2 separate regions of the Sus scrofa genome follow, and region 1 is linked to region 2. Evidence: chromatin contacts called from public Hi-C data. All regions are on one chromosome and are shown on one strand. Each heading gives the region's core, a stretch centred on a gene start, on an enhancer-like site or on the middle of the called end of the contact. The rest is flanking DNA. Distances are from core to core; before and after follow the strand shown. Region 1 holds the start of CXADR (coxsackievirus and adenovirus receptor). Region 2 has its middle 130 kb from the start of CXADR.

Evidence for each region. A called contact is a pair of places that touch in the nucleus more often than the background predicts.
Region 1: a contact with region 2 is called in a Hi-C map of omental adipose tissue, with 1.6 times the contacts expected there. The contact joins the promoter of CXADR here to the enhancer-like site in region 2. A contact is called at or near these places in 1 of 5 promoter capture datasets (liver) and 3 of 47 Hi-C or Micro-C datasets (brain, embryonic fibroblasts and omental adipose tissue).

What each region holds. Positions count from the first base shown.
Region 1 is chr13:182,129,361-182,135,923 of Sscrofa11.1, forward strand. It overlaps CXADR (coxsackievirus and adenovirus receptor), which reads left to right and starts at 5,056. Exons shown (of 7, transcript XM_013982543.2): 1 at 5,056-5,900. The coding sequence starts at 5,858.
Region 2 is chr13:182,004,366-182,010,596 of Sscrofa11.1, forward strand. No RefSeq gene overlaps it. Among named protein-coding and RNA genes, the nearest start is that of CXADR, 130 kb to the right of the region's middle. Within about 2 kb of position 1,351, at least 4 of the 83 cell types and tissues checked have an H3K27ac peak or open chromatin away from gene starts, as enhancers often do. A contact at or near this core is called in omental adipose tissue, where this site is marked.

The DNA of each region.
Region 1 (6,563 bases), core at 3,806-6,305, 130 kb after region 2:
CATCTTGGATTCCCCGCAGGGTGCACCATGGGGTGGGAGGTGGGCAGTTGCAGAGGTTGATGATTTAATCCTTGTAGAACTGGAATGGTGAGCAAAGTTCTTTTTTTACTGGAGTGGTGGCAATATTCCCTTTCCCCAAGACAAATCTTATTAAAAATTGGCTATACATATATTCAAATAACAATGTATAATTGCAAGGTTGACAAAACAAAAGCAATGGTTTATAATAAATTAGGAGAGGGACTTGATAGGAGTTAAACCAATCTAAGATCCTTGTATTATTCAAGAGAAGAGTAAAGACGTTCATTCTGGAGTTGCTGTCATGGTGCAGAGGAAACAATCTGACTAGGAACCGTGAGGTTTCAGGTTTGATCCCTGGCCTTACTCAGTGGGTTAAGGATCCGGCGTTGCTGTGAGCTGTGGTGTAGGTCACAGATTCGGCTCAGATCTGGCATTGCTGTGGCTGTGGCATATGCTGGTGGCCACAGCTCCTATTGGACCCCTAGCCTGGGAACCTCCATATACTGTGGGTGTGGCCCTAAAAAGACCAAAAAAAAAAAAATGTTCATTCTCTTCAGACTTTAAAAATTTCAATATGCAATGGGGACAGTTCACCCCAACTGAGGGCAGACTTGAAGAAAGATGGAGAATTAAACACACACATTTGCCTCTATTCCTCCTGAGAAACTGTATTAAAATTACAGTAAATGGACTTTTTAAAAAGGCCTCCAGATACTAGGACAAAGACAACAGAAGATAACAGAACCAAAATTTTGGAAACTTTGCAAAGCAGATGCATGCAAGTTTATTGATTGGATGCACTCAAGAAACTTGAGTTCTGGAGTTCCTGTCGTGGCGCAGTGGTTAACGAATCTGACTAGGAAGCATGAGGTTGTGGGTTCGATCCCCGCCCTTGCTCAGTGGGTTAAGGATCCGGCGTTGCCGTGAGCTGTGGTGTAGGTTGCAGACGCAGCTCTGATCCTGCGTTGCTGGGGCTCTCGCGTAGGCTGGCAGCTACATCTCTGATTAGACCCCTAGCTTTGGAAACTCCATATGCTGCAGGAGCGGCCCAAGAAATGGCAAAAAGACAAAAAAAAAAGAAACTTGAGTTCTAAGTAATGGGTCTAGTGAAGCTTCAAATAGTTTCGAAACTGAGCAAGACCCTCAGTGCTTCTTTGGGCCCTCCTAGGTACAAATCCTTTCCATGTCCCCACTTTCTTTTTTTTTAATTTAAAAAAAATTTATTATAATTATTATTATCTTTGTCCTTTTAAGACTGCATCTGCAGCATATGGAGGTTTCCAGGCTAGGGGTCAAATTGGAGCTGCAGCTGCCGGCCAGTGCCGCAGCCACAGCAATGCCAGATCCAAGCCCCATCTGTGACCTACACCACAGCTCAGGAAAAAGCCGCATCCATAACCCACTGAGCGAGACTAGGGATAGAACCTTTGTCCTCATGGATGATAGTTTCATTTCCGCTGAGCCACGACAAGAACTCCTTTAATTATTTTTTATAATGACTTTTATTCCCATTTCTTGTTTGAAGGAGATAGGCTTCCCTCAGCCTCCTTGACCTTCCTTGAGGTTCAAAGGTGAGTCAAAAATTGCTAATCAGAAAAGTGAGGGAATACAGAAACAAAGGAGGAGCAATAAAGAAACAATAGTGCAGCCATAAAGCAGATTCCTGCTTCCTCCTCAAGGGATAAACATAACAATATCTTTGAGTTCTTCTGCGGGAACTAAGGCCCTCACCCAGGTAGAGGATGGTAACTTTAGGCTGAACACAAGATTTCTGAAGCAACATCCTGTTACCTCACCATGAACCCATCAGAAGAAAGTGTGCACACAGCAGAAGATATCAAATCCTCTGACTTCCTCCCTAAATGATTAACTGCAATTAACTTCCCCTTTCTCCCTTTAAAAACTTCCATGGTTGAGCAGAATCTTGGGAGTTGGTTCTTGGACCCCAGGCTGCCAGCCTCCTGGATAATGCAAACTTTCCCTTCCAACCAATGCCTGTCTTAGAGTGCTTGGTCCCTTACCAAGAAAGGGCAATTCATTTAATGGTTGTGTGCTATTTGTTAGCTTGGTTTTCCTTTTTTTTTTTTTTTTTTCCTGTCTTTTCTAGGGCCGCACTCATGGCACACAGTTCTCAGGCTAGGGGTCTAATCGGAGCTATAGCCACTGGCCTACGCCAGAGCCACTTTTTTGTCTTTTTGTCTTTTTAGGGCCACATCCTGAAGCATATGGAGGTTCCCAGGCTAGGGATAAAATCAAGCTACAGCTGCCGGCCACAGTCACAGCCACAGCCATAGAAATGCTGAGTCTGTGACCTACCCACAGCTCATGGCAACGCTGGGATCCTTGCAACCCACTAAGCAAGGCTAGGGATCGAACCCGCATCCTCATGGATACTAGTCAGGTTTTGTTAACCACTGAGGCACAACAGGAACTCCAGCTTGGTTTGAAGATACCAAACAGTTCATAATTTATGTGTTCTAGAATCAATGAGATTATCTCATTACAGCTTCCAGGAGACAAAATTTCCAAGCTGACAAGCACTACAAAAGCTTTTTAAGGTTCCGTTAATAAGTTTCACGGCTGGAGTTCCGGTCGTGGCTCAGTGGTTAATGAATCCGATTAGGAACCATGAGGTTTCAGTCCGATCCCTGGCCTCACTCAGTGGGTTAAGGATCTGGTGTTGCCGTGAGCTGTGGTATAGGTCGCAGATGTGGCTCAGATCCCATGTTGCTATGGCTCTGGTGTAGGCCAGTAGCTACAGCTCCAATTAGATCCCTAGTCTGGGAACCTCCCTATGCCGTGGGTGTGGCCCTAGAAAAAGCAAAAAGACAAAAAAAAAAAAAAGGAGTTTCGCAGAGTTCCCACTGTGGCTCAATGGATCAGCGGTGTCCTGGGAGAAGTGGGGTACAGGTTTGATTCTGGGCCGGCACAGAGGTTTAAGAATCTGGCCTTGCTGTAGCTGTGGCTTAGGTCTCAACTGTGGCTCAGATTTGATCCCTGGCCTCGGAACTCCATATGTCATTGGGCAGACAAAAAAGAAAAAAATAGTTTCAGGTTACTGCGTAATTTTAGCTACTATTTATATGAAATAATGTACTCAAACCAAAGTCTAAAGACAACTTCATATAACATTTTTTTCCTTTTTTCCCCCAGTTTTAATATAATTTCTAAAAGAAAAATAGTTCACTAAATAGGACAAACTGCTTCTTTCAAAATTACTTAAATCTTAGAGATGATACATTTGGAAAAATCTGTGTTAAATAATCTGAAGAAGTAGAAAACATTAGTTTTGTGAAATTTACACTCAGAAGTACATCCTAAAAAGATATATTAAGATGTAATGATTTGAGTTATCACATGGATATTTATGTAGTCTTTATTAACATATATCATATGCTAATATATAAATTAAACATATTCAGTTCATCAAATACTAAAGAACCTACTATGGGCTGTGCTTCAAAGAGAAAAAAAAAAGATGAATGATGTACCTTTTGGCTTTGTAGGAATATTCAGAGTAAGAGAAATCATTGATAGGTATGAAAATACCAACCACAGGAGGCAAAAGGTAAGGACCGTAAAGCAAAATACCAGAAGGAAAGGGATTAAAAATCCTTTGGGGTAAATTACTGAGAATTTCCTGTAGTAAGTGGTTGAGATGAACTCTGAAGGGTGGGTTTGATTTCTACTGAAGGAGACACAAAGGTAGCAACTTAATAACAAATGAGTGTACTGCTTGGAAGTGATTAATACTAGAAAAATCCTCATAAGAGTCTGAAATAGATATGGACTTTAATACTTAATATTTTCTGGAGTTCATGTCATGGCTCAGTGGTTAACGGATCCGATTAGGAACCATGAGGTTTTGGGTTTGATCCCTGGCCTTGCTCAGTGGGTTAGGGATCCGGCATTGCCGTGAGCTCTGGAGTAGGTTGCAGACGCGGCTTGGATCCCATGTTGGTGTGGCTCTGGCATAGGCCAGTGGCTACAGCTCCAATTCGACCCCTAGCCTGGGAACCTCCATATGCTGCAGGAGCAGCCCAAGAAATGGCAAAAAGACAAAACAAACAAACAAACAAAAAACCCCAACATTTTCTGATTTCATTGCACAAAATTTTCAGTTCCAAATATTTTATTTTTATTTTTTGACTGCCCCAGGCGGCATATGGAGTTCCCAGGCCAGGGATCAGATTCCAGCTGCAGTTGCCACCTACACTACAGCTGCTGGATCCTTAACCCATTGTGCTGGGCTGAGTATGGAAACTGCCTCCCAGCCAGAAACACCCGGGATCCCTTTGCACCACAGGGGGAACCCCTTCAGTTACATCCAATAGAATTCCTGTTTTCTTACCTAATAGTTCCTAGAGGGTAATCAGGACTCTCCTGAGATGAGCCAGGATTCTACTGCAGACAAATTAAATCAGAATTGCTGGAGGTCTTGGCATTTCATATAATTTCTCCAGAAATTCTGATCTGCAGGGTTACAAACCACCAGGCTAAACTGCAGTAGGGCAACTTTGGTCTTCTTGATAACTAGTTTATTTTCTTTGCTGGTTCAATAACTAACAAGAATTTTCCAATATTATTTTTTATTAGCTTCCACTTTACTGAGCACTTACTATGTGCCAGGCACAGTGCCAAGCATTCTTTTGTGCATTATCTCATCTAACCTTCATAGCTACCTTTGAGGTGGGTGCTACTTCGAAGTTACTTGCCCAGTTACTGCCCCATTCCGGAGCGCAAGTGTTTACCCACCCCAATCCACTGCCTCCCTCCTCTAATTGACTCCTAATAAGGAACTCTTGGAAACACTAAAGTCTCTCAGCAGTTATAAATAAACGTTATCTGGAAAGAGCAACCAAGAATAAGCAGCAAAATGACAGAACAAGTATGGAGGGCACCAGGTGACAGAAAAGTCAGGAAGATTCTGGCATATTCAAGTTCTTCAATTGCCTGACTCCCCCAGCTCTACCCCCCCGCCCCGCCCCAGGACATTAACCGTCCCTGCTAACCCCCAATTTTCAAGCTCTCTAGTCTTTGTTGGCCAATTTCAGGGCTGGAATAACCTTTAAATACAAAGGAGGAAACCCAATCCGGGTATTTTCCAATTCCATAGCCGCAATTTAGGAGGTTAAGCAATACTGGGGATGCGGAAAAGCCTTCCGTAGCCTTCTTCAGCAGCCTAGTCGTCTCAACGAGATGGGTACAAATGCGAGGGGCTGCCCAGTTGGCTTCCTTTATCTGGAACCTTAGGTGGGAGAGCCCGCCCCAGCAGCAAAGCTCCAGAGGTAGGAGGCGTGGCTGGCCGGAGGCCCCCACCCCTACTACCCCGAGGGGAGGGGAGGGTTAGTGCGGACGCGGCTGCCCGCTTTAGCTGCCCTTCAGGGTCCGGTGCGATGTCTTGAGGCAAGGGCGCTACCGCAGTTTTAGTCTTCTGGGGAGACCAGCTGGCCGGACCCACGTGCACAAACCCGATTTAACTGAAGGCATTGAGACGGAGATCCCGGTTCAGGCTTGGGGCCAGTGGCCGCTGGCGCACCTCAACGCGGGAGCTCCGCCGGCCGGGAGTTCCTTTCTGGGGAGTGTCCCCAAGGGCAGCCAGTGAGGGGCTCCCGGTTGCCGTGGCAACCCCACGCGCCCGGCGGGGACCGCGCGCGCCGAGGGGCTTCGCCACTACCGGAAGTGACGTGTTTCACCTGCCGAGCGAGGGCGGGGTGGGACCAGGCTGCGAGGTGCCGCCGCCGTCAGCCAGTCGGGAGCGCGCGAGGAGCCGGGTGACTGAGACCGGGTTTAGAGCCGCCTACCTGCAGTCGTCGCCCACGGCCGGGCCGCCACCATGGCGCTTCTGCTGCGCTTCGTGCTCCTGTGTGGAGTCGCGGGTGAGTGGGGGCAATTCGGTCCCTCGGGTCCTCATTGCCTGGCCAGCCCTGGGGCGTTCGCTGCCTGCGGTCACCCGGGAACAATGAGGCGTGGGGGAGGGGGCGGGAGCGATTTGGGGGCTGCGGCAGCCGTGGCGGTACGCGCGGAATTGCATTGGGATGATTTTGAGCGGCCGGGCTCGCGAGCTGCGAAGGTGGGGCGGCTGGGAAGGGAGCCCTGAGGTGGCGTGGGGTGCCTGGTGCGGGGGAGTTGGAGCGAGCTGACCGAGCCCCGGCTTGAGGGTGGCGGTGGGGAGTCTCCCCGGGCGCCGGTGGGTGGGCGCGGCGTGCTGGGTGCGCCTGGCGTCTCTGCCAGACTGTTCTTTGCGGTGGGTGCGGGCTTTGCTTTCTTTGCTCTTACCCTTTCTCTTAGCCGTGGTGTCGAGTGTGTCCAGGGTTAGCCGACTTCAAAAGCCTTGGGCGGTGAGTTTTCAGGTGTCGAGCAGTCTAAGCGGGGAGGCTGAATTACAAACGCCATGATTAAATGGACACCGGGCTTTTCAGTGCCTTGGATCGTCCAGGCTACCTCTAGGAAAGAGGCGATGAACGAACTGTAGCTTGAGCATTCTTGATCTCATAGAAGAGGCGAGCCCAGGCATGAGCTGTTAACTAGACGGTAACTCG
Region 2 (6,231 bases), core at 101-2,600:
TGGCTCATTTCGGCAGCATTTATCGAATTTCCAAGAAGGTTGCATACAAAGCTCAGAGCTGCACAGAAAGAATCATGAGGTAAAACTAAAGCCCTGTCTGAAAGGGCAGCACTACTCCTGCGTTGACTAGTTTGTGCTGCTACTACCATAGCCTGTAGAATTTCATTTTATCACAACCACTGTCAAGGCTAAGAGAACATTCCCTCTTGTCCCACATTTCGATGGGTTGGTAGCTCCTGACTCAGTGTCTGGGAGAGAAATATCTGATTGACAGAGCCTGAGCCACATGCTGTAGCAAGTACAGAAAGCATGTAACTGGCATTTTCCTCAGACAGCAGCAGGTGGGCTCCACCTCCTATCGGGTTCCATAAAGTAGGGAATTCTCTGTAGAATCCCCTACCACGAGGGAATGACGATGACAAAAGTCCATTAGAGAAATCAAACAATTTTCTCAGGCAGATAAAGTTAGCAAGCTTGGTACGCTTTGATTTCACTCTGAAACTCACAAGTTTATCTCAGAAAAAAAAGGCCCTGATATACCAGATGTGTTTTAAGCTGTAAAATATATACACAGATGGAAATGTTCTAAAATTAGGTTGTGATGATGGCTGTACAATTATACATACAGTAAAATTCACTGAATAATGAAAAATAAACTATATACCCAGGTGCTTTCCAGCTTCATTCCATTAGAAACGACCTTAGATGTCCCAAATTTGTTCTCAATATTTTCTCAAAAATAAGATTGAGCCCAAGCCATTCCCTTCTTCTGATCAAAATCAGCACTCATGAATTACAGTGCTGATGCACTGTTTTTACCTGCCCATTCCTTCACTTCTGGATTCTCTCACACCAATCATGTGATTCTGATGGTGCTGCCTGTCACCCTCCCACACCCCAATACTCATTTTCTCGCCAATGAGCCGCTGGCCCAGCCAATGATAAAGCCCCCTTTCCCTAATGACAGTGGTCCAGTACAGACACTCTCAAAAGCTTAACGTGCCCACCCATCAACTAGGGATCCTTTACTCTGAAGATTCTGATTCAGTAGATGTGAGGTGGCCTGAGGGCTTGCATTTCTAACAAGCATTTGGATAGCGCCGCTGTCGCTGATCTGTGGGAATAGCAAGGACCTTGGTTATGTCCTGGGTGGTCTGTCCTGGGGGTTGCCCACTCTAACCAAACCAGGCCAGATTATCGACCCAGAGCAAACCAGGGTCTGAGTGCAGAGAGAGGAAGAAGGCAATGAGCATTTTGCTTCCCCTTTGACCTCCTTGTACCTGGTGCCAGTTCCTCCTCACCCCAGTCACACAGGCCAGTAAATCAAGTTCTTGTTTAAATAAGGCTGCTTGGATTTCTGCACTTGCAACCGAAAGTACACAGAGAACGTAAAACATCCTTTAGCTATAATCTAAGTGTCCATGTTGCCCTGAACAAAGCTATTCTTCATTTGCTGCAATTGCAATCTACCTACTTAAAGGAATTTTGAATTCTGACTCGTGATTATAATAAATAACTAGGAACAAATAGATAAGTGTCAAATGAGTTGTTGCATGTTTAAAATTCACTTCGTTTTTTATTGGAGGAATAAAGCCAATACAAAGTCTTTTAAGGCTTCTCCCTGATCAATTGAGTTTAAAAAAAAAAAAATGGTATTCATTAGAGATGTTTATTCCCAGTCTACCAGCTTCCTGTGTCTCTCCACTGACTTTTCTATAGGTGAATTTAACTCTGGAACCAGGAAAAGAGGTGCCATATAGCTCCAGTCCGCTGTGGGGTACAGACATCTGTAAAGCTAAACTAGAATTCTAAATGATATGCATTTGGGCCCTAAAATTCCACTGAGTTCATGAATGTCTACCAACTGAACCACACTTCTCTAGTGTAAACTAATTATTTTTAATTCACGTTAATTGTTTTAAACATAAGTTGAGATGATTTTGCATTTTTAAAAGTAGGTTTATTAACTGTATTATGGATTAAATCAGTCCTCCTCTGCTCAAATGGCACAAATTATTAATCACCTAATATGAAGAATAGATGGGTGACAATTCTGAAGAGAAGGTTAAATAAACACTGGCAGAAGTCTTCCTAGTGAAAAATGACTCACTGTGCTGAGAGGGGATAATGTCACAATCCTCGGAGACAAATAAATAGATATTCCCATTACAAGCATAAATGGAGAGTAATTAGCACATTCACAAAGCATGGTTATTATTCTCTTGTGAGGGCAATGGATTCTTAGTTCAAGCAACAGTTTATCAAACCTTTGTGTGAGGCCAGGGTAAATCACACAGCAAAACAGCTTCAGCAGTTCAGCTCAACTCACAGTCTACACACATTTCGTCTGTTCCCTTGGACCCAGGTGAGGTTTTTTTAAATGGATTCTCACAGAACCTACTTCCTCCATCATCTGCAGAACCACCGCACACATGTTCACTTTTTTTAATCTCTCCCTGCCTCTTTCCAAACCCCTCTACACAGTTAGGTATTTAGCACAAAGTCAGTGTTTTAAATATGTGTTAACTTCAGGGACAAGAAAGTTGGAAGATGCTACATCATAACTGATTTATTCATAATGAGAGGGGCACTGTGTGTTTGTAAGTTGCTAACAGTAATGATGCATTCGGCCTTGAGAAAACTTTATACTTCATTGAGTTTATTTTTTCAATATAATAACATGAAAAGATTTCGTTTTCCTATATAAAATAAAGCTACCCAGTGCTGCTGAATTTGGCTTAAAAAGTCATGCGTCTTGTCCTTGCATTTGAAAAATTTAAAATCCATAGTTCCCATGGTAGCTCATCGGAAAACAAATCTGACTAGTATCCATGAAGACACTGGTTTGATCCCCAGTCTCACTCAGTGGGTTAAGTATACAGCTTTACTGTGAGCTGTGGTGTAGGTCGCAGACGCGGCTCGGATGCCAAGTTGCTCTGGCTGTGGTGTAGGCAGCTACGGCTCCAATTTGATCCCTAGCCTGGGAACCTCCATATGCCAGGGGTGGAGCCCTAAAAAGATAAAGAAAAAAAAGGTTAAAATCCAAAGTTATTATTAAGGGTTTAATAGTATATGACGTTAAAAAAACAGGTTAAATATCTTTAAAACACTGGCCCAAGGTAAAGAAACTTGTTACAATTCTTTTCTAAATTATATCACCAGCTACCACTAGGTGGAGCTTTATCTCTTCTTATTTCCAGTAAACAGATTTGCGCATTGAAGGCACATAGGGCTAAATCCATAAGATTTCCACTTTTCATTGTATGTACAAGTTAATTTATTCTCGTATTTTATATTATCCCCTATATATGTGATATCTATAAGCCAAAAATGTCATTCATGTTTATCGAAGACTAACCAATTTACTCTCAAATCACTTTCCTAGATAGAAGTTAATTCTACGTGTAATTTTTTTTTCCATTTTCATGGCTCCATTGACATAATAAGAAAAAAATATCAAAAGTAATGAATTTTTCCATTCAAAAAATAAGGTATCTGCCTAAATAAATTAAAGGAAAAATGTTATCAACTATCTTTAACTTAATGATGAGCTTTCCAAACTCTGACAGTACACAGCACCCATAGTGTCTCAGTAACTTTTCCATCATGTGCCAGGCCAAAAAAAAAAAGAAAAGAAAGGAAAAAACCCAAAGTTTGTGTACTAAGTTCTTAGGTTTAACAACCAAAGAAGTATTTAGGTTGCAACAACTTAATAGCTGTTTGAAAAAAGTAAACACAGGAGTTCCCATCGTGGCTCAGCAGAAATGAATCCGACTAGGAACCATGAGGTTACAGGTTCGATCCATGGCCTCGCTCAGTGGGTTAAGGATCCAGCATTACCATGAGCTGTGGTGTAGGTTGCAGACGAGGCTCGAACGTGGCATTGCTGTGGCTCTGGCATAGGCCGGCAGCAACAGCTCTGATTAGACCCCTAGCCTGGGAACCTCCATAGGCCGTGGGTGTGGCCCTAACAAAAAAAAAAAAGGAAGCACATAAAAAAAGAAAAAATATTTTATTTCTTGATTTCACACTTACTCTGTTATCTATTGCTGCCTAACAAACTACCCCCCAAGTTTGGTTTAAGCTTAAACAACAGTTATTTATTATCTCATCTTTTCTGTGGGGTGAGAAATCCTGGAGGGCTTAGCTGGGTGGCTGTGGCTCAGTATCCCTCCTGAGGTTGCAGTCAGGATGTGAGCTGTGGCTGCAGCCCCTGGAGGTTTCACTGGAGATGGAGGACCCATTTCCAAAAGGGGTCATTCACATGATGCGTGGCAGGTGGCCTCAGTTCCCTGTTGGCTGTTGGACAACAGGCTCAGTTCCTCACCACGTGGGCATCTCTGTAGGGCTGCTTGAGTGTTTTCACAACCTGGCAGCTGACTTCCTGAAAGGGAGTGATCCAAGAGCACAGCAAGGAGGAGAATGCAACGCCTTTTATAACACAGACGTGGAAGCCACACACCATCACTAATGCCATATTCTATTTTCCAGAAGCTGGTTATTAAGTCCAGAGCCCATATTCAAGAGGAGAGAAATTAGTCTCCATCCCTTAAGAGAAAAGTTGTCGAATGATTCTGGACATATTTTTAAACCACTACACTTACCAGGGAGGTACAGGTACCTGTCAGGCACTATAATGGTTAATTTTATGAGTCAGTTGGGCTAAGGGATGCGCAGAGAGCTGGCAAAATATTATTTTGGGGTGTGTTGGGAAGGATGTTTCTCTTCTCATTGGAATCAGTGGACCGAGGAAGGCAGATCACCTTCTCCCACGTGGGCATCATCCAATCCGCTGAGGGACAGCAGAAACAGAAAGGCAGAGGGAGAGCAAACCGGCTCTCTGCTTGAGCGGGCCATCCATCTCCTCATGCCCTCAGACATCAGTGCTCCTCGTTCTTGGACCTTTGGACTCAAACTGGAACTTAGAGCGCTGACGCCCTGGCTCTCAGGCCTCTGAGGTTGGACTAGAACTGCACCACCGACTTTGCTGGGCCTCCAGCTTCCAGACAGGCGAACCATGGGACTTCTCAGCCTGCCAATCCCTCACACTAAATCCATTTCTTCTTATCAACAGCTATGTGTGGACAGAGATCTTATTAGTTCTGTTTCTCTGGAGTACCCTAATATAACACCATCCACTCAAACTTCAGAATCAGATTAGAAACCATCAGCCTCATTTCCTGTTCCACTTGATTATCATGTGCTATCTTCTTTTTATCACTGCAACCACCAAATACTCATCTTCAGAGAGATATGTAGTAAAAATCAACATAGCAGAATCTAAAGTTGAACGTAAGCTACCTTGATAGTAGGTTATATGGTGGCCATTGTTGCTATTTGCCCCCTTTTTTTTTTTTTCCTTTTGTTTTTAGGGCCACACCCTGCAGCATATGGAGGTTCCCAGGTTACGGGTCAAATCCGAGCTGCAGCTGCTGGCCTACATCACAGCCACAGCAATGCCAGATCCAAGGCGAGTCTTCGACCTACACCACAATTCACAGCAATGCTGGATCCTTAACCCACTGAGCAAGGCCAGGGATCAAACCCACATTCTCATGGATACTAGTCAGATTCATTTCCGCTGAGCAAGGACAAGAACTCCCTCCCAAAAATTCTTAAATATCTCATGTAGGCCCTGTGGGCCCCCCTGGACTGCCTCAGTGCACAATTTCGGAACCAGAGACTTAATATATTTTTCTCAGAGGTTGAATGTGTGTTTAAGAACACTTTATAGATATGTCAACAGTTTCTCTAATATTCACACTCCAGGGAAATTATAACAGAAAAATGAGGAAGCAATTTCCATTCACAGTATCGAAACAGAATGAAAGTTTTACCGTGCCATAAATACTTATGGAATGTAAAAATATTCTAAAGGCAGACTATTTTTCTCTGCCTATTTTAGCAGAACATTAGTTGGATATGAGGAAAAAGCAATCCTAGAATGAAAGAAAACAATGTTTAAAAAGTTCAGTTTGAGGAGTTCCTGTCATGGCGCAGCAGAAACGAATCCGACTAGGAATCGTGAGGTTGCAGGTTCGATCCCTGGCCTTGCTCAGTGGGTTAGGGATCTGGCATTGCCATGAGCTGTGGTGTAGGTCAAAGACACGGCTCGGATCTGGCGTTTTGCTGTGGCTGTGGCATAGGCTGGCAGCTACAGCTCTGATTCAACCCCTAGCCTGGGAACCTCCATATGCTGCAGGTGCGGCCCTAAAAACACACACAAAAAAA